Regions from separate parts of the Dromaius novaehollandiae genome. Here region 1 is linked to region 2. Evidence: chromatin contacts called from public Hi-C data. All regions are on one chromosome and are shown on one strand. The core of a region is the stretch at or near the end of the contact, and the rest is flanking DNA. Distances in the headings are between cores, read along the strand shown. Region 1 holds the start of SH3PXD2B (SH3 and PX domains 2B). Region 2 holds the start of NEURL1B (neuralized E3 ubiquitin protein ligase 1B).

What was found. Hi-C and Micro-C count contacts between places; a contact is called where the count stands out from the background.
Region 1: a contact with region 2 is called in a Hi-C map of ovary, with 3 times the contacts expected there. The contact joins the promoter of SH3PXD2B here to the promoter of NEURL1B in region 2. A contact is called at or near these places in 3 of 4 Hi-C or Micro-C datasets (brain, liver and ovary).

The regions. Positions count from the first base shown.
Region 1 is chr15:16,035,559-16,038,410 of bDroNov1.hap1, forward strand. It overlaps SH3PXD2B (SH3 and PX domains 2B), which reads right to left and starts at 1,258. Exons shown (of 14, transcript XM_064521026.1): 1 at 1,004-1,258. The coding sequence starts at 1,075.
Region 2 is chr15:15,790,742-15,793,488 of bDroNov1.hap1, forward strand. NEURL1B (neuralized E3 ubiquitin protein ligase 1B) reads left to right here and starts at 1,432. Exons shown (of 5, transcript XM_026122697.2): 1 at 1,432-1,563. The coding sequence starts at 1,521.

The DNA of each region.
Region 1 (2,852 bases), core at 8-2,507, 240 kb after region 2:
CCCACAGGGCAGCGCTCGCCGGACGGGAGCAGGGGTAAAGCCTGCTACCCTCTGCTAAAGCCGGAGCTGGCCTGTCCCCTTCTCCTCTTGCTGTTGCTCACTGCCACAAACCAGACGGGTGACCCGGGGAAGTCGCTGTCCTTCGAAGCACCCACAGTGCCCACCTCAGCCAGCCCCACGCATCCGCTCAACCCAAGCGCGGCACTGGCGGCGTGTCCCCGGATCATCCCGGTCCCAGGTGAGCAGGATGGGTAGAACACTTTGAGCTTTGTTCCAGGTTTTTTTTCAGGATTTGCCAGGATTCACCCACAAGGTCTCCGTGGATGCCTGGGAACGCACCAAAGTGTAAAATAAAAATAACAAGAAAAAAACCATCACGGTACACAAGTTACAAGCGTTCAGAAGATGCCTCGGAATAGGAAGGAAAGCATTTCCCATGCAACGCAGAGACATAAAACGGTGCGGGAGGCTTTAAGACGGGGACTGTCCCAGTCGCGATAGCAAGGAGCTGGGGCGTCCCTTACTCCAGCACTCCGCAGCCAACAGGTCTCCGAGCTCCCTCGCCCTGACATAACAGCAGAGGCACCTTCTGGGGGCCCGAGGGACGGTCCCCAGGGTGCCCCCTCGGACCCCTCCGACGGCCGCTGGCAGGGCGACCCCCGCACGGGGCTGCCCGGGCGCGGCACCTCCTGCGGCGCCGCCCAGCTCCGCGCTCCCCGCCGCGCTGGGGGCCGGAGGGGCGCGGCGCACCCCGCCGCCGGGGCCGGGGGTGCCCGGGCCGCCCCTGCGGGGGGCGCGGAGCGGGGACGCGGCGCTGCGCTCCGCCCGCGGGCAGGTGGGGCCGCGGCCCCCCGCTCACCTCCCCCGGCCCCCGGCCCCTCGCCAGCCCGGCGCCCGCGGGGAGCCGGCCCCCGCCGCCCGCAGCGCCCGGCCTTTGTTTGCCCAGGGCCGGGCCGGGCGCGGCGGAGCGCAGCGCCCAGCGCCGCCCGGCCGCGCCACTCACATAGTGCTTGTTGGGGATGCGCCGCTTCTGCACGTCCAGCACCTTCACCTCCGCGATGCTCCTCCTGGGCATGCCTCTGCCCTCCGCAGCCCGGCGCCAGCAGCGAAGCGGCGGGCAGCGGCGGCGCTGGGGGAGGCACTGGCGCACGCAGCCGGGACGCGGAGCCTGCAGCGCCGCGCCGCGCAGCGCCGCCCGCCCAGGGCGAGGGGCGGCCCCGGCCCGGCCCGGCCTATCCCGACCGCTGGGGCGGCCCTGCCGCCGCGCGCTTAAAGGAGCCGCCGGCGCCGCCCCCCACGCGCGGAGTCCCCTCGCGCGGCCGGGTGCGCGTGGGCTGGGCGCCTTCTCACCCCCCGCCCCGAAACCGAGCGGGGACGAGCTGCGCTGCCTGCTTGACGCCGTGACACCTGCGGCTCCCAGCTGTGGCTCGCCACGGTCACCCGTCCGCTGCCGCTGTCCCCACGACCGCGTCCCTCCGGGAGCTGGGGTGCTTAGAAACCACGCGCGTCGGAAACACCGAGTGGGGCAGCACGGGCTCCCTGCGGCCACCACGGCCCTCTTTTATGAGACACCCTGAAAAGCAGCGCCCGGAGCTGATGCCGGAGTGCGAGACTGGCTGGCAACTCGGCTGTTTCTCCCGGGAGGGCTCTTGGAGGACACAGCTTGTCTTTCCTGCGGCTGAGGTGGCTGCTGGGGCGGGGTGAGAGTCCAGGGTGCCTTGCAGGGACCCGTGTCTTGCTTGGCATGGTGGGCCTGTGCTCAGTTCCATGAGCAGGTTTTGATTTTTTGACCCTGCTCTTCTCTCATGGCATCTGCCGTTAGTTTTAGCCCAAGGCTTTGCTAACTTGGTCACCAACAGCAGCATCTCTAAAGGATATGGAAAACTGAGTGACTAGAAAAAGGAGGGTGTGATGGCTTCATGGTATGTTCAGAACATCATAACCGCCTTACCTGAGACAGCTCAAGCACTGCTCAAAGTTGGTAGCTCAGCCACCAGCACCCCATCCCCTCCCTCACGAGTGGCCCATGCCCTCATGCCTTGCGCTGTCCCCACCACTGCCTTTCATGTGGCAGCGGAGACAAGGCAGTAGTGACCTGGAGCTTCTCTGCATCAGCACCACCCACGGCCTCTGTGTTCCCAGCAGCTCCTTAACACGTGGCATAACCACAGCTCTCTTCCCTGTTGGGCTTTTAATTACATTATAAAGTTACCCAAGACTAGCACTAGCAGGGCATTAGCTTTCATATGAATTTAATTTAATCATAAACAACTCATCTCACTCCTTGGCAGCTCCTTAAATGTGGCTCCTTTTTATACTGCTAACTTTGCTACAACCGCTCCAGAGAAGAGCACTCTGTTTTGTGAAGGCACAGGCAGATTGCCAAGGCTTTATTGCCCCCATTGCCCTCCTATAGGGCTCATCTTCATCCTACTTCCCCTCAGCAAAGAACGAAACCACTGCACTCCTGCAGAGGAGGTGACTCTAGGGAGGACACTCAGTTGTCCAAAGGGGACACCACGCCACTGCTGACCCTCCTCCCCAGCACTTGCTGGTGTTCCCAAGTGTGGTCCGCAGGGCTGCCTTCCTTGCAGATCAGCTGCACATCACTGCCCTTGCTCTTCCAGCCCATTTCTTACTCCTCAGTGAGACAGCTGTTGAAACTAGGTGGACAGGGCTCCATAGAGAGGCCCACATGAACCCAGCTCCCATGAGGAAAGCCCTTAGATTCATGGGGGACCATGGGGCTGAACCTTCAAGTGCTAATCAAGAGATGAAGCCTGGGAAAGTGCTATGAGCAGCTAACAGAAGGCAGAACTGCTGCTTTTGATCACTGTGTTGATGTCACATGG
Region 2 (2,747 bases), core at 182-2,681:
CAGCAGCATTCCTGCAAAGGCTCCGCTGTCCTGGCTCTCTTGGACATAGCCATGTCCCTGGCTAGAAGCAGCAACGCACCCATGTTCCCATTACGTGGTGTATGGCACTCAGAATTGGATGTGTTATCTGCATCTAGGCAACGCAAAGCTGCTGGCATTCAGAAATAAAGTTCTGAGTGCAGCTGTAGAAGAGGAAATTGGCTCTGGGATAAACGCTGGCCTCCTTACTGTCTTTTTCCTTCGTTCTCTCAGTTATTCCTGGGGTAACTGGGCTGCTTTTTACTGTAGAATCACTCAGGAATCTCAACCCTTCTGTTTTGCTCATTTACTGCTTCTGAAACCCACATCAGTTCCCTGCAAAACTTAAGAGCAAATGAGGCAATGGGCACCGAGTGTCCCGAGTCAGTGGCACTCATCTCTATTATAAATCTGGCACCCTTGAGGCACAAGAGGACCATGTACAGTCTGAGATGAGGGAGAAATCTCCATTCTGACATGCGATAGTTGCCTTTTTCTGCTTGTGGACCTTTCCCAGAAGCAGTGGTGCTTCAGAGCACAGCTGCACACTGAGGCAGATTGCTGCAGGTGGACTACTGGTCTGGACTAGAACTGTGGGTTTTTAAAGTCTTTTCAGAATGGGAAGCAATTTTAATATATTACTTTTATCAACAGTTTGTAGGGACCGTGGAGAAGCCCTTCCTGTTGTCTTATGCCTGGAGTCTGTTAATGCAAAGTCTCAAGGCATGTGACACTACCACTGGGTTGGCAGAGGTGCAGACAAGTGGCTTTACAGGGTAGCATGGTTGCACCGGTGCAGACGCCTGGCCCTCACATCGGTGTGGCTGTGTGGCTGCAGGGAAACGGCCTTTGTAGATTGAGGTGGGTGCAGGGGTGCAGACGCCTGGCCTTTATAGCCTGGCGCGGGTACACACAACTGCTTTTAGAGGTTGACATGGGTGCACGAGCACAGACATCTGGCCTTTACAGGCTGCCATGGGTGCAAGGCTGCAGATGCCTCCTTTTACAGGCTGACACGGGTGCCACAGCACAGATATCTCCCTTGACAGACTGGCACGGGTGCGAGGGTGCAGATGCCTCCTTTTACAGACTGGCACGGGTGCGAGGGTGCAGATGCCTCCCTTTACAGACTGGCATGGGTGCCAGGGTGCAGATGCGCCCCTTTGCAGCCTGACAGGTGTGCATGGCGTGGACGGCTGATGCCACGGCAGCGCCCGCCGCCGCAGCCGCCACAGCCCGACTTTTCGGGGAGGTGCTGGAAAGGCCCCTCCGCAGCAAGCGGCTCGCAGGGCCCCAAGACCCCGCGGCCACGGGCAGCCCGTTCCCTGCTACAGCCGGGTCGGGCCGCCGGCGGGCCCCGCCCGCCGCCGCCGCCGGTTGGCGGCCGCCGCAGCGGGCGGGGCGGGCGGCGGTTTCGAACCGGCGGCGGGAGCGCGGTGTTGTCCGCCCGCCTCGTCCCGTCCCGCTGCTCTGCGCCCCGCTCCGCTCCACTCCGCCCGGCCATGGGGAACGTCGAGTCCGTCCCGCGCGGCGCCGCCGGCCCCGGTGAGTGCGCTGGGGGTGTGACACGCGTGGGGCTGGCGGGGAAGCGCCCCCGCTGCGCCCGGTGAGCTGTGGGTGCACTGGGAGGCAGGTGTCGGTGCGCTGAGCCCCTTTGCTGCGCTGTGCTGATGGCCCGGCTGGGCATCCCCATCGCGTTTGGCTTTTTTTTCCTTTATTTTATTTTATTTTGTTTTGTTTTTTTTTATTTTTATATTTATTCCCTTCCCCTCCCCAGCTGGGATTGTGGCAATACCATACTTTTGTCCCCTGCAGTTACTGCCCTGGAAACGGTCCTGCCAAATCCACCCTCTGTAATTCAAAGTCCTTCGCTCCAAAATGGCCTGCCAATCCCAGCTCGCCAGCTGCTAAAACAAACCTGGGAAAACAAATCGCTTCGTGCTGTCCCTGCGGTATCGGGTTCTTGTTGCCTTTTATGCCTCTCGCGTGCGCGCGTCCAAAAAGGCCAACCGAAAGCAGCCTGGTTGGCTGGATTTGAAGGGAGCTCATAACTGAACTCAGCCAACCGGTACGAGATGCCAGCTCCGTAATACAAATAATCCTGTGTGGGAATAAGAAAAGTCTTGGGTAACGTGTAAGCTAGCATGAAGCATTGTCATTGTTATTATTTAGTAGCAAATTTTGGCAAGGCTGAACTTGTTTCTCGTTAACCCCTCCTCGGCCTCAGGCCTTCAGGATCCACATGCTGTGTTTCAGGTAGCCTCGTGCAGAGCTGAGCCAGTGCATGTTACCTGTTGCAGGTTCATTTTTGAATGAAGTGTTGTAATGCTTCGTTCCTGGCTTTTGATGGAAATGTTAAAAACTTTAGCAAATTTGTTGGTATTCATAGCCTAGTCTTATTTGACAACCTTTAAAAACTTTTAATTATTTAGTTAGTATTTTCTCCCCCTCCGGAGAAAAACAAACCAGACTTTTTGCTGCTAGAAATATGCATTTTAATTAAATCACAACATTGTCATGAGATCTGTAGTGTGATGTGCAGCAGGGCAATTTGTAAAACTGCATTGCTACCTGCTCGTCTGAGCTTCACATCCAGGTCTGTGTGGTATTGAGGGAGGGGAGGAGAGATGGGTCCCTCTGGGGCTTGTGCCAGGGACCTCTGGAGAGCGGGGCTGTGTTGCCCTCCTCTCAGGTAGGTGGCAAATGCATTTGCAGAGATCCAGCTCTCC